2 separate regions of the Mus musculus genome follow, and region 2 is linked to region 1. A link is a contact called in public Hi-C data. All regions are on one chromosome and are shown on one strand. The core of a region is the stretch at or near the end of the contact, and the rest is flanking DNA. Distances in the headings are between cores, read along the strand shown. Region 1 has its middle 14 kb from the start of Xrcc2. Region 2 overlaps Actr3b (ARP3 actin-related protein 3B).

Region 1 (3,030 bases), core at 329-2,828:
AGCCCAAGTGGTCAATCTCAAAAAGACAGACAATACAGAGACTGGATAAATACAGAGCCTGGGAATAAATGCTACAGCTAGTGTGTTTCTCAGACTAACCTTTTTCCCCACTTAGGGCCCAAAAATAATCAATACAGAGAGACTGATAAACCCAGAGACTGGGCGATAAATGCTATAGCTAGCTTTTTTCAGACTAACCATCTTTTTTCATTGGAGCCCAAAACAGGAATTCTTCACCCCAACTCATCAGGAAACAAATATATTTATAAGAAGACCATCATTCTAATCCTGTAAGTTGTAAGTGTGTGTTGCGGGGGGTGGGGGGTGGGAGGGTCACTTGATATGTTATAGTTGTTATCATCTAGGGATAGGTTGCTTTGCTTAGTTATTGTATATTATTAGAAATATAAATTTTGTTTAATTATTATATTCCACATTGATAGAAATGTAAGTTTTTTGTTTAATCATTATATATTGATAGAAATTTAAGGTTTTTCTTTTATTATTGTATATATAGAAATTTAAGGTCATTATGTTAGACTATTGTTTGACTATATTGTACATAAGTCATTTATTGAAAATGTGATGGCTCTTATAATTATTTCTATTGTGTATATATTGTTAATGTTAGAGAAAAGGATAATTCTTAAACGGAAATGGGGATATGAAGTGGAAACTTAATGATTCTTTGAAAAGTCAGTTGGATGGTGTTTTGCTGGGGCAAACGTGAAGGAGTGTTTTCCTGAAATGGACACAGATGAGAGGCTAAGGCAGACTCGTGAAGAAACATTTTGCTGAAGCAAACACAGGAGAGATGTTGTTTTGCTAAAGCGAGCAAGTGAAGGGACACGTGATGAAGGATTCTTTGCTAACAACACGCATGTATTGGTCTGCCTTACATTGCATAGTTGAGCTACATTTGTTGGGACTCCGTAGAAAGAAAATCACCAAAAAACTTCTAATGGTGTGCTGTGGCTTGTTGTAGTTTTTTGCAGCTTCCTCAGGCTTGGACTGATTGGCAAAGTGCAGCAGCTGAGACAGACACACGTGCTGAGGCAAGACCTGTGGACTGCACGTGATGTTTGGGGAGAGATGTTTGGAGTCTTCACTGACCTTCATTTCCGAGAGAGGCATGACTGAGAACTTCTCCTGGCGTCCCTCCATTCCCTCCAGCTGCCTGGCTGTCTCTGCTAGGCTGTGCCACCACTGCTGATTCGTGTTTACTATCCCGACTCTACCAGACTGGACTGCTGATGTATTCATGAAGTGTTTGCGGGTGGATCAAGCTGCTGCTGCTGACCTGTGAACTGAACTGCTGATTTCCAGACAACACAGATGGGAGTTGTTACAAAGGACCTTTCTAAACAGGTCCACTTTTCCCACATCCTTTCTTTCCCACTGCCTCTGGTGAGTGGTGTGTTAAAAGGGAGATTAAAGCAATTAACCATCTAAAAATAGGTGTTTGAAAAAAATTAAAGTTACAGACTGCCTCTTTAAGCGGTAGTGAGACTGACTGCCATTGCTCTCCTGGTGTTTCGAGTCTCACAATCCCAATGCAAGCCTGTCTCTTCGTTTCTCAGTTTGCGGCTGACAGCCTTTGGATGAACATTCTGGGCTGATGCCTGAGGACATTTAAAAATAGTATAGTGCTGAGCAGAAGCTAAATATATTGCCACAATTTCTATGTTGATCAATTATTTATCCATCTCAAATACTAAGATCAAGCAGGGGGAGAACTTACCTATTTCAACTTGACAAGCAATCAGGGAAGACTAGCAGCAACTACAAAGTTTCACGTCTAAAGTGAGTTAAATGGGTAAAAATGAGTCCTTTGCCACCAGTGGTTAAAAATGTGTAATGTATAAGGATTTTATAATTCATATGGAACACTTTAGTCATTTAACAGGAACACCATCTGGAGTCTCCAACACAGCCATAAACGTACTATGGTTTCTGTCACACATGTGCCCAACTCCTGTCTAATACAAAGGATGGAAACACTCAATTACCACTACACATAGCATCTTTATATCCTTACATTTCCTATATCGTATATACACTATTGGACAGGTTATTATTTTTGCTTCACTGGGTGCCTTTAAAGCTTTGTTTATTTTCTTATTCTAAAAAAATAGGCTGGAGTTACAGGCAGTTATGAGCTTCCCCAGTGTGGGTGCTGGGAACTGAACTCAGGTCCTCTGCAAAAGCAATACTCAATGTTAAGCACTGAGTCATCATCCATTTTTTTTTTTTTCCGACAGGATTTCCCGTTGCTCTGGCTGGCCATGAAATCACTATGCATCCAAGAATAACCTTGATCCTCTTGTCAGTATGCTCAAATTCTGGGGTCACAGGTGGGCTTCACCGCATCCAGGAACTTTGTTTTGATTCTTGGCTTTTCAAGGCAGGGCATCTATAGCAAAGGCTCTACCTTGTTCTGCAGCTGTGAAGAGCCTACCTCCTCTTACCTCTGTATCCCTAGGGCTGGAATTAGTGTTGCTTATGTGTATACATCCTAACAGACTTTATTGTTCATGTGTGGGGGCGCATACACATGGGGGAGCGAGTGCACTTGTAGGCTGAAGATTGTTGCTGAGAACCACCCTTCAGTGTCCTTCTACCTTCTTCATTAAGCTAGGATCTCAATCAGACCCAAAACTTTCTGGTAGACTTCACTTAAAGAGGAATTTTATGGGGCTACAGAGATGGCTGAGTACTTAAAAGTATCTGCTGCTCTTGCAGAAGACCAAGGTTCTATTCCAAGCACCCACATGGCAGGTCACAACCATCTATAACTCCAATCCTAGGGAATTCAAGGTCCTCTTCTGGCTCATGATGCACATAAAGGCAAAATACCCATACATACAAAATAAAAATAAAGGTTAAAAATTAAAAATAAATAAATATTAAAAGCAAATTATATTGAAAGAAAAACTTAGAAAACAGCTGGAAGCATTCCCATGTATCAGGCAACCAGTTTCATATATTAGCATTTTTGTATGATCTATTTGTTGCATTTAATACACAAAT
Region 2 (3,030 bases), core at 198-2,697, 82 kb before region 1:
TCACTGGTGCGGAGCAGTGGGGAACTGGCCTAGACTTAGAAATAAAATCAGCTAGCTATCTTTCACACGTATTCAAAACTTAACTCAGAAAATACACAATTCCTTTGGAATTGGAGTGCACTTTAAAAAATAGCAACATTATGAGCTGAAAAATATTGCAATGTTTGACTCTATCAAAATCTAAAATTTCACACTTTAAAAATGTCACAGTGCACTAGGAATGTAGCTCAGTGGTTAGTACACACAAACATCACAAAGATAAACAAATAGTCACAAAAATAGGAATAATAGCTGTAACAAATCAGTACATGATGCCTAGTGTCCCCACAACACAAAACTTACCAAAAATGCAATTTTAAAAATGGAAAAAAGCATGAACAGCTAAGGAATGGTGCTCAGGTTTACCACTAAGCACAGAAATCAAATTCTAAAAGCCAGGTAACTTTACATTCGCTGGAGTTGCCAGTAGGCAGAGACCAAAACTGGATTCCTGAGAAGCCGGCAGCAGAGCAGCCACACAACCAGAGCAGCTTGGATCCCTGCTCGGGCAGGTGAGCAAGGGCACCCGTTCTGTAAAATAGAAAAACTGGAAAATATTTGTGTTGCTAAAATGTTAGCTGGATGTAATAACCTATGTCTGCAATCCCAGCACGGGGAGGCTGAAGCAAGAGGAGTCTACAAAAGGAGACGAAGTTTTATAGTCTCACTAGACTTGGCTTCAGAACTGCATACATTAGCAGTTATAGAAACTAAAGACAACACTGAAGAGGTTTTTTTAAGATAATGTTGAAACGTTGAACAAAATTGCTTTTAAAATTCACAGCACAGTGGACCTTTATACATAGGACATAACGATGAAACATAACACTAGAATCTAGGCAGAAAATATCCACCAGAGGAAGGAACAGGAAGGAGGGGCTGAGACTGAGCCCGAAAGGTGTCATCACAGACAGCTGTCATCTGAGAACCTCACTTCAGGTGACAGCATAGCAAGCAAGTTCACTTACACCAACTAAAACATTCCAAAGCCTGTGTCCCGTCCAGGCCAGCGCTGGCCAGCACTTCCTTAAGGAGCACCTGACTGTATGTGTGCATTTGTGGGTGGGGTCCGGGAGCTTTCCTGTATTTTCTCTTGCATTTAATTAACCAAGCCAAAATATTAAGGCTATATTTAATTTCATTTAATTAGAAATAACAGGCCAGGAGTAAGGGTCCACATCTTTAATCTCGGCATCAGGAGAGCAGAGGCAGGTAAAGCTATGTGAGTTAGAGGCATGGAGAGGTCCAGGCCGGCCAGGGCTACACAGTAAGATCCAGCTCAAGAAAGAACAGCAGCAAATGCTACCTCAGGCCCCTCTGCTGGCAAGCCCTCATCCGAGAAGGCACCTAGTCTGAGCTGTTGGCAACTCCCCAGGATGCAGTGAGCACAGGGAACTCGCCCCCTCCACCCCGCCCTATTCACAGTGCTGTTCACTGCCCTCTCTCTTTACTGCTATGCTCACCCCACTCTCCTCAGCCTAAGCCTTGCACAACATCCTCAAAGCAAAAATAGGAAAAAAACAAAAAACAAAAAACCTTCAAACAATGAGGCCAAGACTACACAAAATCTTCAACAGACAGACACAAGTGAGGCCTGGACAGATTTACTGATAGTACAGTTCCAGTAGCCAGGCCCTGATGGAAGCCCTCAGGACCCTGTAAGCATTCCTGATGTCAAATTGAGGATCCCTAGGAAGACAATGCAGTCTATCACATGACTATTCCCCAGACCTCAATCCCATCTCCTGCCAGGCTGCATGGGGCTCAGCTTCCACCTCTCCATGTCCACATCCAGCCTGTAGCCCCTTGGATCACAGGCTTGCTTCAGCCCTGATGCCTGCCTGCCCTCCCTCCCTCCCTCCCTCCCTCCCTCCCTCCCTCCCTCCCTCCCTCCCTCTCTCCACTCTTCTTACCTATCCTCCCTTCTTCCTCTTTTTCTCTCTCCTGCACTATGGAATATGAGTCTGGTGCAAGCCAGGCCAGCTCCAGATCCATCTCTCCTGAAGCCACTTCAGCACACACATCCTCAAACCAGTCTTGTAAATGAGACCTCTGCAAACAGAAACCTCTCAGCACAAAAGCAAGCACTGGGTGAGTGAGTGGTCCAGGGTGACTGAGGCCTGCACCTACCTCAACACCCACACGTCTGCCCTAGCGTCTTCAACTGTGTTTCTGGCAAGGCTCTCCCATAAGAACTGCAGCCAACAGTACCGTGGTTTGGGGCTGGAGAGATGCCCAGTGGTTCAGAGCACACACCACTCTTGCAGAGGGTTTGAATTTGTCTCTCAGTATCCATCTCAGGTGGCTCAGCACTGCCTATAAATCCAGTTCCAAGGGACTCGATATCCTCTTCTGGACTGTGCAGGGCTCTGCACTCACGAGTGCACAAACCCACGTGCACACAAACACACACACATAAACTACAAAATAAAAAGATGAGGATGAAAGGATGGCTCTGTAATTGAGAAACCATCTGTAACTCCAGTCCCAGAGAATCCAATGCCCTCTTCTGACCTCTGCAGGCACCACACACACATGATGGATAGATATACATGCAGGCAAAACACCCCTATGTAGCAGAATTTTCCCTGTCCAATTATTTTAAATATTAATACAACAAGAAGCCTGGGATTGAACAGGGAAAGGGGAGGCAAAGCTAAGAGTTGCAAAGACAGGGAGTGACACAGGAGACGGGGAAAGATGGAAGATGAACGGGACAATTCAGATTCCATGAGGCTTTAAATAACCACAGGTAGCTATAATATCATATAGGGATAGAATAATTGGGGTAACTTGTCTAATCTAGGTGGGCAGCTTGTATCATCTATGGGTCTGAAATTATTGTGTGGCATCTTGTGAAGTGGGAATTTATTGATATATAAATCTGACTATTTAATTATAAGCTTCTAGAGTTTTGATTTACTTGGATACTGGAATTTGGGACCACCAACCACAGGGAGTGGATGGCTGAGAAGGTACCAGTGGCTCTGA

What was found. A called contact is a pair of places that touch in the nucleus more often than the background predicts.
Region 2: a Hi-C map of cortical neurons shows a contact between it and region 1, with 2.2 times the contacts expected there. The contact joins two enhancer-like sites. A contact is called at or near these places in 4 of 484 Hi-C or Micro-C datasets (Sertoli cells, cortical neurons, uterus and 1 more) and 1 of 115 datasets of contacts at active chromatin or transcription factors (the 230-238 cell line).

The regions. Positions count from the first base shown.
Region 1 is chr5:25,718,144-25,721,173 of GRCm38.p6, reverse strand. No RefSeq gene overlaps it. Among named protein-coding and RNA genes, the nearest start is that of Xrcc2, 14 kb to the right of the region's middle. Within about 2 kb of position 1,578, at least 5 of the 459 cell types and tissues checked have an H3K27ac peak or open chromatin away from gene starts, as enhancers often do. A contact at or near this core is called in cortical neurons, where this site is marked.
Region 2 is chr5:25,800,353-25,803,382 of GRCm38.p6, reverse strand. All of the region lies in intron 2 of Actr3b (ARP3 actin-related protein 3B), which reads right to left. Among named protein-coding and RNA genes, the nearest start is that of Gm42237, 30 kb to the right of the region's middle. Within about 2 kb of position 1,447, at least 16 of the 459 cell types and tissues checked have an H3K27ac peak or open chromatin away from gene starts, as enhancers often do. A contact at or near this core is called in cortical neurons, where this site is marked.